Linked DNA regions of Mus musculus: all the other regions are linked to region 1. The links are chromatin contacts, called in public Hi-C maps. All regions are on one chromosome and are shown on one strand. Each heading gives the region's core, a stretch centred on a gene start, on an enhancer-like site or on the middle of the called end of the contact. The rest is flanking DNA. Distances are from core to core; before and after follow the strand shown. Region 1 overlaps Nemf (nuclear export mediator factor). Region 2 overlaps Sos2 (SOS Ras/Rho guanine nucleotide exchange factor 2). Region 3 holds the start of Dmac2l (distal membrane arm assembly complex 2 like).

Region 1 (4,026 bases), core at 1,428-3,927:
CAGAAAATAAAATCCTTTCCTATTATATTTTGAGGGATACGATAGAGTATTCCTTAATGCCTATATGTCATATTTTAAAGTTTTAAATGGTATAGATGTAACCATACAAAGATATTTCTGTTACATATAATATACCAGATCTTTATTTTTTATCTATATTGTCTGTCATTTTCTAAATGTCAAATAAGCACACACTGTTATAGCTCTTTTATTTCATTTGAATTTTATAAGTATGGTTGTTTAATGTCTATGAATGGCTGCGATCTACTTGTGGCCAGTAGAGGGTGTCAGATTCCCTGGGACTGGAGTTGTTACAGCTCACTCATTGTGAGCTGACATGTTTTTTTGTTTTTGTTGTTTTTTGGTCTTGGTTTTGGTTTTGGTTTTTTCCAGACAGGGTTTCTCTGTGTAGCCCTGGCTGTCCTGGAACTCACTTTGTAGACCAGGCTGGCCTCGAACTCAGAAATCTGCCTACCTCTGCTTCCCAAGTGCTGGGATTAAAGGCGCGCACACCACTGCCCGGCTAGTGAGCTGCCATGTTGATTCTGAGAATCAAACCCAGGTCCTCTGGAAGAGCAGCAAATACTCTTAACCACTGAGCAATTCCTCCATCCTGTTATTCGTTCTATCTGGATAATAAACTAATTAATGAAAACCCCAGTTACTTTGTCTTTTGAGAAAAGCCATAATAGTACTCTTTTGGAGGGGAGAGGGTTGTCATAGGGAGACAGTATCTCCCTAGATAGCTCAAGCAGGCCTTGAACTCTGATTCTCTTGGCTCATCCTCCCAGGTGCTGGGATTATAGGTATGTACCATCCCACCTGGAATAATTTCTTGCTTTACCAGTGGTCCAGAACCTATTTGGTATCCTGATGAAAGAAAGCGGAATCTTTGGGCATTTGATATTTTGTACCTTTGATTTGTATAGTTAATTCATTGCTTTGCCATCCTTATGTTTAAGAATGCTACCTATATAAAGTAAAATAATTTTGGGGCTGGAGAGATACATGCCTTAGTGGTTCAGAACTATGTACTACTCTTCCAGAGTGAAGTGAAGTTCTCAAGCCCTTACAGTAGGCAGTTTACAATCTTCTCTAACTCCAGCTCCACCTGCTTTTATGTGTACATATTCATATGCAAATAGTCACATACACATCTAATTAAAAAATTTTTTTAAAGAAATAAATAGGCCAGGCAGTGGTGGCACATGCCTTTGATACCAACACTTGGGAGGCAAAGGCCGGGGGATTTCTGAGTTCAAGGCTAGCCTTGTCTACAGAGTGAGTTCTAGGACAGCCAAAACTACACAGAGGAACCCTGTCCCCCCCCCCAAAAGACAGACAGACAGACAGACAGACAGACAGACAGAGACGGATATCTGGGCAGTTTGTGGTACATGGCGCTTAGAAGGCAGAGGCAAGGTAGATCTCTGAATTTGAGGACAGCTGGGTCTACAGGATGAGTTCCAGGACAGCTGTGACACCACAGAGAAACCCTGTGTCAGAGAGAGAGAGAGACAGAGACAGAGACAGAGAGAGAGACTTGGTTTGATATCCTAGATTAGCCTTAAGTTCATATATAGCTGTGCTGGCTGCCCTTGAACCTCAGCTTCTGAGTGCTGGGAACATCGGTATGTCTTACCCACAATTCCTAGTGAGATAACTTTTTTTTTTATAGAATTTAGTTCCTGCTTCTCTTCTTCCCCATCTTTGCCTCTTCTGCCCCTCCCCCTGACAGAGACAGAGTCTCATTGTATCACTGGGTGACCTAGAACTCACAGAGATTCTCTTACCTCTGCCTCCCCAGTACTGGCAAGTGCCACTATGTCCTGACAGAATCTAATTTCTTGGAAGACTATTGTAAAAACTGTATTACATGTTTTTAGTAAGATTTGCCTGTGCTTGAATGGTAGCTGTGCCATAGAATTGCTGATATCTTGTTCTATACAGGCATGGCAACTTCCTGTTTTGTTATATTTTGTTTTGAAAATGGTATGAATTCAGGCCTTTTTTTATATATATATAAAAAAATTGTTAACTTTGTTTTCTTTCTATAGGTTTGAGAAATTTCTGTGGTTCATTAGTTCAGAGAACTATTTAATCATAGGTGGTCGGGATCAGCAGCAGAATGAGATTATTGTGAAAAGATACTTGACACCAGGTGAGATTAAAATCGTATGAGATTTTCTCTTGAACGGCGTATCAGTTGCTTTGCTAGTAGGCACTGGTTTTTATCCTTTACTCTTGCTTGACAATTAACTAGAGATTTAACACTTTTTGGCTTACATTTTGTTGAAGTCTTTGCCACTTTTTGTTAAGTGGGTATATCAAAAGTAGTATTGCCATGCTAATCTGTTTTTTTGGACTTTTGATCTTCTGCTATATTTACAAAATAGTTTCCAGTCATGGTGGATCACATTTTTTAAAGGTTAATGTTTTGGTGCTATAATTTGTGACTATTTTTCCAGTTTACAAATAGGACTTCAAGCTGGGTGTGTAGTGCATACCTATAGTTGGAGCCATTAAAGAGGCTAAGTCTAGAGGACCACTTTAAGTAGCATAAAGAGACCATTTCAAAAAAGAAAGGAAGCAAGCTGGAGAGATTTCTCAGCAGTGAAGAGTACTTACGTCTCTTGCAACAGATCTGAGTTTAGTTCCTAGCACTTGCACAATGGTTCACAACCCCCTGTAACCACAGTTCTAGAGGATCGAGTTCCTTTTTCTTCCTTCTGTAGGCATTGCATACGGGTGCTTCACTCACATATTTGCAGCCAGAACATTTATGCACATAAAATTTTAAAATAAAGTAAAACATTTGTAAGAAAGCAAAACAAAAGAAAAAGGACTTAAAGTATCATTATTTCACTTTGTTTTTATTTAAGGAGACATTTATGTGCATGCTGATCTTCATGGAGCTACCAGCTGTGTAATTAAGAATCCGACAGGTAATATATTTCTATTGTCTGGAATTTTCTTTTTTTTTTTTTAATATATTTTATTTTTGCATGTGTGTGTCTATGGGGATGTACACAAGTAATCCATGCAGTGCCCGTTGAATCCTGAAGAAAAGAAGAAAGTGTTGATTCCCCGGAAGCAGAGTCAGGGAGGGGTTGGGCTCTGGGACTGAGCTTAGGTCCTCTGCCAGAGCAGTGTGCATTCTTCACTGCTGAGCCATTTCTCTGGCCTCTTTATAGCATTCTTTTTTTTTTTTTTTTTAAGAATTATTTATTTTATGTACATGAATACACTACAGCTGTTTTCAGACACACCATAAGAGGGCATTGAATCCCATTACAGATGGTTGTGAGCCACTATGTGGTTGCTGGGAATTGAACTCAGGACCTCTGGATAAGCAGTCAGTTCTTAACTGCTGAGCCATCTCTCTAGCCCCTGAAAATATGCTGTTTTGTTTTGTTTTGTTTTGTTTTGTTTTGTTTTGTTTTTTGAGACAAGGTTTCTCTGTATAGCCCTGGCTGTCCTGGAACTCACTTTGTAGACCAGGCTGGCCTCGAACTCAGAAATCCGCCTGCCTCTGCCTCCTGAGTGCTGGGATTAAAGGCATACGCCACCACGCCCAGGGCTTTCTTTTTTGGCCCTGAAAATATAATGTAACCAATAATCAAGAATTAGTAGTCAGTCTCCAGTACTGCAAACAACAAAAAAAGATGAAAAAAGATGTAATGGTACAAGAACATTGCATGAATGTAAGAGTCATAACATACTTGTCCAGCATTTATAATATATGAGGGGAAACCAGACAGTAATGGGGTTGGGGGTTGGGTAGATACAAGTATATGCAATAATATTTTGAGATGTTAACACTGAACATGAATAGAATAATTAAAACAGTAAATTAACAAGGAAATAGAAGACTTGAACACATTGATATCTAAACCTAGCAATATCTTTAGAACACCACCTAACAAGTATACAGAGAACATTCTCAGTATAGATTATATGATAGAAGAAATAGAAAATTGAAATAAATCCATAACAAGTAAAGAGACTGAGTTAGGTAGTAAATAT
Region 2 (4,515 bases), core at 1,266-3,765, 320 kb before region 1:
CACTGGTTAATGTTTGATGAAAGGCTCCATTATTACATTAGATCTTCTCCTTTTCCCCTTCTCTTCTCCCTCCACCTCCTCTTCTTCTTGGTAAGATAAAAAATACTAGGATCAGCTGTCACTTTTATGTCCTACGGCAGTGGTTCTCAACCTTCCTAACACTGTGTCCCTGTGTTCCTCATATTATGGTGACCCCCCCATCCTAAAATTATTGTTGTTGCTACTTCATAACTGTAATTTTGCTATTGTTAGGAATTGTAGTGCAAATATCTGCTCTCTGATGGTCTTAGGAGATCCTATGGAAGAATCGTTTGACCACCCCCCCCCTCAAAGGGTCACAGCACAGGTTAAGAACCACTGTCCTTTGACAGCCATATATTGAGATATTCTGCTTTTAAATGTTTATGAGTAAAAATGTCAGAAGAATTTTTCTTTCAGTGCTACAGTGCAATCTTAGGCCTTGCTTTCGTCAGGCAAGGGCTTCACAGTGAGGCCCCTGAGCTCTTAAGCAGGGTTTCAAGCATTTGACTGATCCTTCACAACACTTTTGTTTTGGAATTGAATTCTTACTTTTTTTTAAACAGGAAGTTTTGGGGTATAAAGTGGACTACCATGTGTCCCTCTACATTGTGGCTGTATTGGAGTATATCTCAGCAGATATTTTGAAATTGGCTGGTAATTATGTTTTTAATATCCGGCATTATGAAATATCTCAGCAAGACATTAAAGTGTCCATGTGTGCAGATAAGGTAAGTGTTAAAAAGTAGTGACTCTATATGCCATTAGTTTTTCTTTTCTTTTTCTTTTTTCTTTTTTCAAGACAGGATTTCTCTGTGTAGCCCTGGCTGTCCTGGAACTCACTTTATAGACCAGGCTGCCCTGGCTGTCCTGGAACTCACTTTGTAGACCAGGCTGGCCTCAAACTCAGAAATCCGCCTGCCTCTGCCTCCTGAGTGCTGGGATTAAAGGCGTGCGACACCACCCCGGCTTAGTTTTTCTCTTAAAATTAGCGGTGATGAAGGTAGTTTCTTTTTTTAAGGTTATCAGGACTTTTATATTTTAAATTCCCACATTTCACATAGAGTAAAAGCTAGTACTAGAAACATGATATAAATAGTCCCTTCTGTGGTCTAGGAATCAGAACCAGGGCTCTGCATGTGCCTGACAGGCGCTTTGCCACTGAGCTCTGCCTTCGGTTTCTTTACATTTATCCATGCTATTTATTTGGGAATTGTTTTTACACACGCACACAGTGCACCTGTGGAAGCTGGTGACACCTCTCAGGCATCCTGTCTCCATCCACCAGGGATCAGGGGACCAGGCTTGGTAACACACATCTTTACTTGCTCAGGCATCTCCCTTGCTCTGCTTATTTGAGACACATTTCACTGAGTAGCCCAGCTTGGCCTTGAACTCACTGTATAGCTGAGACCACCCTTAAAATCCTTCTGATTTAGGCTCTAATATGCTACAACCATCAGCACGCACCATCAGCATGCACCATCAGCATGCACCATCAGCATGCACCATCAGCATGCACCATCAGCACGCACCATCACACTGGGCCTCAGGTTTTCAGTACATGAAGAAACTAGCTTATTGCTTTTTTTTTTTTAATGGAGGGCTCCCTTTCTTTCTTCTCCTTTTTGTTTTTAAGGATTATTTATGTATATGTATGTATATAAGTACACTGTAGCTGACTTCAGACATACCAGAAGAGGGCACCTGATCACTTTACAGATGGTTGTGAGCCACCATGTGGGTGCTGGGAGTTGAACTCAGGACCTCTGGAAGAACAGTCAGTGTTCCTAACCACTGAGCCATCTCTCCAGCCCCAGTTATTGCTTTTTGTTTTAAAGCCATTGTCTCAGTATGCATCCCCAGCAGGCCTGAAACTTGTTTCGTAGGCCAGGCTGATCTTGAATTCATAGAAGTTCCCCTGCCTTTGCCTCCCAGTTATTGGGCTTGAAGGGGTGTATATTCATGCCATGCAGTATATTAGTAACTTTTGTAATTCCTGATGCTGGAAGACAGAAAATTACTGGTTTTGCAGAATCTGGAATTTCTAGAGTTGAGCATCATGGCAGGGAGGAGAGTTCTCCGTTTCCATCAGGAGGCTTTGTATACAGGAGGGTTGAGGTGTCGGGATCTATCCAATCAGTTGGTGAAAGGTAGTTTTAAGTAATGTTTATTTTATTCAGTTATTTCCCTTTCCTGCTTTTTAATGACAGGGTATCACTATATAACTCAGGCTGCCTAGTCTGGTGTCAGTCATGAGCTCCTCCTGCCTCTGGAGGGCTGGGATTTCTAGACATGAGCCATTACACATGCCCGAGTCTTTTATTTTTACAAAGGGAACACACAGAGCTGTTTCTGGAGTTTTAAGTATTAGTAACTTTGAAGACCATGCTTTGCTATCTTAAGACAGTTTGGTAGGACCTGGGCACCGCTCAGAACAAAGCTCCTGCCCTCTGATTACTCTGTTGCCGTTCTTCTGATTACAGAGTCATCCTTCCTGTTCCTAAGGGCTGCTTGAGGAACAGGCAGTCTTCCGTTCCTCCTTCCTCTTCCTTCCCTTGCTCTTTGTCCTCCTCCTATTTCTCATCTTCTGAGCACCGTTGGAAGAGCTTGGTCCTGAACAAGGGAAGCACAGCACTGGGGAAGATAGCAGAAGCCCCCATGTTAAGGGTGTGTGTGCTAGTGGGAGATGGAATGTCGCAGACAAGGAACTCAGGACAGTGTGACGTAAACAGTGTACCAGTGGATCCAGGGTACAGAGGCAGTAATCAGCACCTGGCCCAGTACACACTGGGGGTTGTCAGCCTTGGCTGCACGTGAGACTCACTAGGAAGTTTTAGAGAACACTGGTGTTTGCAGAGCTTTAAATAGCCTGAGTTAGACTCCCAAGCTGCAGTATTATTTGGAAAAACTATTTTTTTAACTGTAGTTGAGATCTATTACTCTGTAATTTAAAAACTGAGTTTTTCCACTTTCATTTCATTGTAGAAATTTGTCATTTTTATATTGACTTCTAAGATCAAGCTTACATACTTTTTATTACTTTGAAAGTGACTTAAGCTGATAGAAAAGGTAGAAGAATAGTATGAAGTACCCCATCGCATTCTGAGTGATTTTGAGAGTAAAGTACAGCTGACAGGAACAGTCCCTGAGGGATGGTAGTGACTGACTACCACATGGCCGCTCCTTGATGTTACCTGCCCTCAGTGACAGTTTGAGTTTAACTTTTTCCGTCCGTTGTCACCCTGCTTACTCCAGGTGGCAGACATCTGAATTCCTTAGGACTTTTCTAACTGAGATACTCTTTGGTTTTGATTTCTTCAACTCATGCTATAGATTTAAACATTTATCAGCATAACTCAAATTTAACCACAGAAATTTTCATATTGTTTCTAAAGTTATCACAATCAAGATACTTTAAAAAATCAAATTCTCGAATTCATTTTAGTTATCCTATCCAGCTTTTGAAAGTATAGATAAGTTTGAGAAACTTAAATTGCCCAATAAAAATATCTAAAAAGATTAAGATTTTGTTTGTTTGGTTGGTTTTGGTTTTTCGAGACAGGGTTTCTCTGTGTAGCCCTGGCTGTTCCTGGAACTCACTTTGTAGACCAGGCTGGCCTCGAACTCAGAGATCCGCCTGCCTCTGCCTCCCAAGTGCTGGGATTAAAGGCATGAGCCACCATTGTCTGGCTAAAGAATAGGATTTTAAACAAATTAAAGACTTCCATCTAGGTTTAAAACATACCACTTTTCTTGTTTTACCTTGTGTCCACTTCAAGAGCAGGATGTACTTAAAGAGCCAGCCAAAAACTGGGTATGATGGTGCACACCTGTAATATGAGCACTCAGGGGCCATAGACAGGAGGATTGCTGCAAGTAAGGACAACCTATTGTCCACAGCCAGGTCTCAGCTAACTTCAGGCTGAGTGTTAGTACTCTGTTTCAGAATGATAAAACAGCAGCAACCCCGAGAACCCACAAAAGGGAGGTGGTAGCTGTTGCAGGCTCACTTGCAACTGCTCATTTCTACTCTGGTAGCAAAAATAGCTATAAACAAATGAGCATGGGCTGTGTGCCAGTAAACTTCATGAAAATAGAGAGTGGGCAGGATTTGGCATGTATACTGTAGTTTGCTGATCCCGGTTTCAGACTTCCTTTTCACAGTCTCTTGTTTGTCACAAGAGACAGTCATGTGCTTAGCTAAACATGCAAATAACTGTATTTGTGATTCTGGTGATGGGAATGAGTTAATGAGAGTATTTGACACGGAATGATCTATAAATCTAAATGGGTTCCAAGAGCTCATAGACCATATGTTTAATAACCATTCGAGAAATCCGTTGATTTCTAAAGATGTTTAATTTTCTAGACAAAAAAAAGAGAACATATTTTTTACATTTAAAAATAAAAGTCGTATTTGACTGTTACAAAGTGTTCTGCACATCAGATTACTGAGAACAATCCCATCTCAGTAGTAACGGTCACTACTGAGGA
Region 3 (4,081 bases), core at 570-3,069, 390 kb before region 1:
TGTCCTGTTAAGCTGGTCTAACCCTAAAGATGAAGGACTACCATCAAGCACCGAATGGGAATTACATTGGTATGGTGACAAAGAACCACAAAGTTTTACAGTTATAAGGTCTTTTAAGTGACTGCATAGCTCTCATTTTTACAGTGGAGGAAACACAAGTGCCCTCCCCTGTGAGTGGCTATCTGGAGGCATGGACATTTAAAGCTCTCTCTTAGTCTAGTGATTAAGGAAAGGTTGAGCCAGGAAGTCTGCATGGGACTGACCTAGGCACATATGTTATACTTGTGTAGCTTGGTTTTCTTTTTTTTTTTTTTTTGTTTTTTTTTTTTTTAAGATTTATTTATTTATTTATTTATTTATTATATGTAAGTACACTGTAGCTGTCTTCAGACACTCCAGAAGAGGGGAGTCAGATCTCGTTATGGATGGTTGTGAGCCACCATGTGGTTGCTGGGATTTGAACTCAGGACCTTCGGAAGAGCAGTCGGGTGCTCTTACCCACTGAGCCATCTCACCAGCCCGTAGCTTGGTTTTCAAGTGGGATAAGCAGGAGCCCGCCTTTGGGACCCTTTTCTCCTACTGGGCTGCCCTGTCTAGCTTCAAGAGGAGAGAATGTGTCTAGTCTTATGCAACGTCACATACAGTGGCTGGTTGATATCCATAGGAGGCTGCCCCTTTTCCTAAGTGGGTGGGTGGGGGTGGGGTCGATAGTGAGAAGAAGGCTACAGCGCTTTGGATGCCTGCTTTTAAAAATTTGGCAAGAATTTGAGGTTGGGCCAGGACTGGGAAGTAGGCTCAAGATGAACACAGCTGAGGACAGAGTTATTTTGTATTTTGATGGGTCTTGATAAGACTCTGAATACAACTATCATGGCACCTTTGTTTAGGCTTTGTTCCTTAACTCTGTTTATGACTTAGGACTGACCTTATTCTTTGCATGTACTTAGAATTGTATAAAAGCAGACTGACTGGAGGAAAAATAACCTTGCTTCAACCTCAGAACGGGCTAGGGTTATGTTAATAGTACTGTCTAATTGTCTTTTTCTTTTCAATTTTTTCATCCCTCCCTGGAGAACCTGTTGACTGAGCTGGCTTAGTCAGGAAGGCCTGAGAGAAGGAAGGGGAAGCTGGGGCAGAGATGTAAATTAATAAAGAAAAGTTTGGGGCTAGAGAGATGGCTCTATGGTTAAGACTGTTAACTGGTCTTACCTGAGGGCCTAGATTCCCAGCACCCACATGGCAGCTCAGAATTTCCAGTTCCAGGCGATCCTGTACTCCCCTTTCTGGTCTCACAAACTCCTGCACATACCTGTTGCAATAAGCTCGCATAGGCACATATACAAGTCAATAATAGAAACCAAAAAAACAACACTAAATGACGACAGAGACCGAGCCGTCTACTTTCATCCAGCGCCTAGCTCAGCGCCCGATATTTACAAGCTGAGTCAGTGGTTGAATGAACAACCAACCAGGAGCCCCATGAAGGGCCCAGAAACCTGCGGGCAATCAGCAGGGTAGTGACAGGGAGCGGCAGGAGGTGGCTTAGTCCCCAGCTCCCGGGCCACAGCGTCGCCAACCGACCAGGAGGCGTGGCCGAAGGAGAGGCCGCAGGAGCCAGGGGTCACCCCGACATGCCCAGCCTTCTCTGGCGGAACAGCGCCGGCGTCCAGTCAAGCCTGTGCGGGCGGAGGTCCCGGAGAGTGGAACCACCACCCGGTCCCCGCCTTCGCCCTAGCTCCTCTTACTCACGGCGTGCTGCGTCCCTGCGCCTGGCCGGCCCTTCGCCCTCGGTCTTTTCCTTCCACGGCGCTCGCTCATTGGCCAGCGGAGACCACGCCCACGTCAGGCAAACGCGCGTGTTTCATTGGCTCTCGTCTGGGGGCGGGGCTGGAGAGCGGCGCGCTTCACCCTTAGAGTCCGTTCAGGTTGCGGGTGCTGGGGTGGAGGGAGGGGAGGTGGCGCAGGCCATGTGGCCGACCCTGCGCTACGTAGGCGGTGTCTGCGGACTGGCCCGGTACTGCGTGGCTGGGGGCTTCCTCCGCGCAAGTGGACCGGCGTCCGGGGTGCCCGGGCTACTGTGCGGGGGTGGCCGCAGAAGCTCCAGCACCAGGTAAGTGAGAGGCGGCGGCCTGCACTTGCTGTTCCGCTCAGGGATCTCCAACTGAACCTGTCTGTGTCCCCCGACTCGATGTCTCTGTCCCCGGCGAGGAAGTCCTGATTCTGTGGTCCAGCCTCGAATCCCAGGAGCTGCTGACCCGCAGGGTTCGTCCACTGCGTTTGTGCGCCATAGGAAAGGCAGTGTTGAGTTGAGGTCCGGAGCTAATCTGGCTCCGAATACACAACTCCTCTCCATTTCTTAACCACTCTAAAGGGTGACTGGTGACTAGGATCCTAGTCTGGCCCCTAGGTGGTCACTTTGAAGATTAAAAGACCTAGCACACTGCCAATAAGTATGCAGCTTCTTAACTATCATCCCCTGTGTTGCTTGGAAAATCCAGAACTTGGCTTCTGTGGGTCAGTTCCTTGCACACACTAGAGTTGTCCTCACTAGAAGCAACTCAGTTGCCTACTGTGAGCTGCCTAGGAAAGCTGGCAAATACAGTGTTCGGTGTGAAAGCTTTAAGGGCGGGGTGGAGGGGTGGGGGTGGGGGAGCTTTTGATTGTTTGAGACAAGGTAGACCATGCGAATGGATTTAGTGGCAGACCGAGGTGTGGCACGACCCTGGAGAGGGGCAGTGTTTTTGTTTAAGACGCGTTTAAAGCATGTTAAACGGTACTGGTTTGTTTTCCTTTGGCTGTCCTATGACTCCGGTGTAGATCAGGCTGGCCTCTAATGCCTCAAGCTATCAACCTGCCACTCCTTTCCTAGTGCAGGAATTAAAGGCACGTGCCACCCAACCTGCGCCACCTTAACTTTTGAGACTGGATCTCTCCCAATTTCTCTCCCTCTCCCTGTCCCCCTCCCTTTTTCCCTCCCCCTCCGTGTGTGTGTGTGTGTGTGTGTGTGTGTGTGTGTGTTTCTATCTGTCACTTGCTTTTTCCACATGGGGTCTCTCTTTGTATCCTGGCTATCTTGTTGACCAGGCTGTCCTTGAACTCAGAGATCTTCAGTGTCTGCAGGGATTAAAGGTGTTTGCCTCCACTGCCTCGGGGCAGGAGAGGGATGGGGTGGGGGATAGGGTCTCTTGAGGTGATTGGTTGGTTGCTCAGTAAGCACGAGGGATCTGCCTGTCTCCCTGCCCCTGATCCCAAGGTTACATGGGTTGAACAAGGAATGCCCTTACATAAAGGTGCTTTGGGTACAAACTCAAGTCCTCACTTGTATGGCAAGCACTTTGCCAATTAACCATTTTCTTATCCCAGTTTTTAAAATACTGATTATTTTGAAACAATTGTAGACCTATAGAAAGTTGCAAAAATTATAGAATGGTTTTATGTCACCTTCCTCCTGTCCCACCATTTGCCTTGGTGTTAATGTTGATACAATGCACACATTCAGGTTTTACCAAATTTATGTGCATTCTGTGTTCTGTGTATAGCTCTATACAGTTTAATCATATTTTGTGTAATCTCAGTTTGGGCATAGAAATGCTCTATTGTGGGCCTGGACACGGGTGCCCTCTAAGGTGTCAGGGCCCGGTTATTAGTGAGCTTTTGAGGATCACCAAAGACGAGCCCTGACAGCTGCCCACAGCTCTGCCAGACACTGGGCTATAGCAGCTGCCCTGGTAGCAACATGAATGAACAGTATCTGCCAAGTGCTGGCTTTCTAATAGTCAGCAGTGATACCAGCCAAAAAGTAAGGTTTAGGGACTTTCCTGGATCCTGTAACTGTGGACTAGGTCTTTGCTGGATTTGGTCTGTGTTCCCATTTTGGCAGGTTTGGGGGCCTCCATGCTAGGTTCTAAGCTTAGGATGGTGCCTATAACATGATTGGTTGTGCTAAGGTCTATGGGCCTCTGAAAGCATCTCTGGAGAGAAAACCTTGACCATAACCTATCCTCCCATAACCTATCCTCAGGTAGAGGCATCTATCTGCTGGTTGTCTCATGTAGGAGGCCTCCACCCTCACCATCCTTTG

The links. A called contact is a pair of places that touch in the nucleus more often than the background predicts.
Region 2: a Hi-C map of bone marrow-derived macrophages shows a contact between it and region 1, with 27 read pairs. The contact joins two enhancer-like sites. A contact is called at or near these places in 3 of 15 datasets of contacts at CTCF or cohesin (the NIH/3T3 cell line, large pre-B cells and pro-B cells), 1 of 484 Hi-C or Micro-C datasets (bone marrow-derived macrophages) and 3 of 9 other capture datasets (adipose tissue, liver and pancreatic islet).
Region 3: a Hi-C map of bone marrow-derived macrophages shows a contact between it and region 1, with 18 read pairs. The contact joins the promoter of Dmac2l here to the enhancer-like site in region 1. A contact is called at or near these places in 10 of 39 promoter capture datasets (the 3T3-L1 cell line, 3T3-L1-derived adipocytes, the C10 cell line and 6 more), 1 of 484 Hi-C or Micro-C datasets (bone marrow-derived macrophages), 6 of 115 datasets of contacts at active chromatin or transcription factors (astrocytes, bone marrow-derived macrophages, embryonic limb bud and 3 more) and 3 of 9 other capture datasets (adipose tissue, liver and pancreatic islet).

What each region holds. Positions count from the first base shown.
Region 1 is chr12:69,330,007-69,334,032 of GRCm38.p6, reverse strand. It overlaps Nemf (nuclear export mediator factor), which reads left to right. Exons shown (of 33, transcript NM_025441.3): 17 at 2,058-2,161; 18 at 2,883-2,945. Among named protein-coding and RNA genes, the nearest start is that of Nemf, 25 kb to the left of the region's middle. Within about 2 kb of position 2,677, at least 26 of the 459 cell types and tissues checked have an H3K27ac peak or open chromatin away from gene starts, as enhancers often do. A contact at or near this core is called in bone marrow-derived macrophages, where this site is marked.
Region 2 is chr12:69,644,686-69,649,200 of GRCm38.p6, reverse strand. Sos2 (SOS Ras/Rho guanine nucleotide exchange factor 2) reads left to right here. Exons shown (of 23, transcript NM_001135559.1): 4 at 585-749. Among named protein-coding and RNA genes, the nearest start is that of Gm31679, 22 kb to the right of the region's middle. Within about 2 kb of position 2,515, at least 28 of the 459 cell types and tissues checked have an H3K27ac peak or open chromatin away from gene starts, as enhancers often do. A contact at or near this core is called in bone marrow-derived macrophages, where this site is marked.
Region 3 is chr12:69,722,683-69,726,763 of GRCm38.p6, reverse strand. Dmac2l (distal membrane arm assembly complex 2 like) reads right to left here and starts at 1,819. Exons shown (of 5, transcript NM_026536.2): 1 at 1,750-1,819. It overlaps L2hgdh (L-2-hydroxyglutarate dehydrogenase), which reads left to right and starts at 1,890. Exons shown (of 10, transcript NM_145443.2): 1 at 1,890-2,110. The coding sequence starts at 1,968.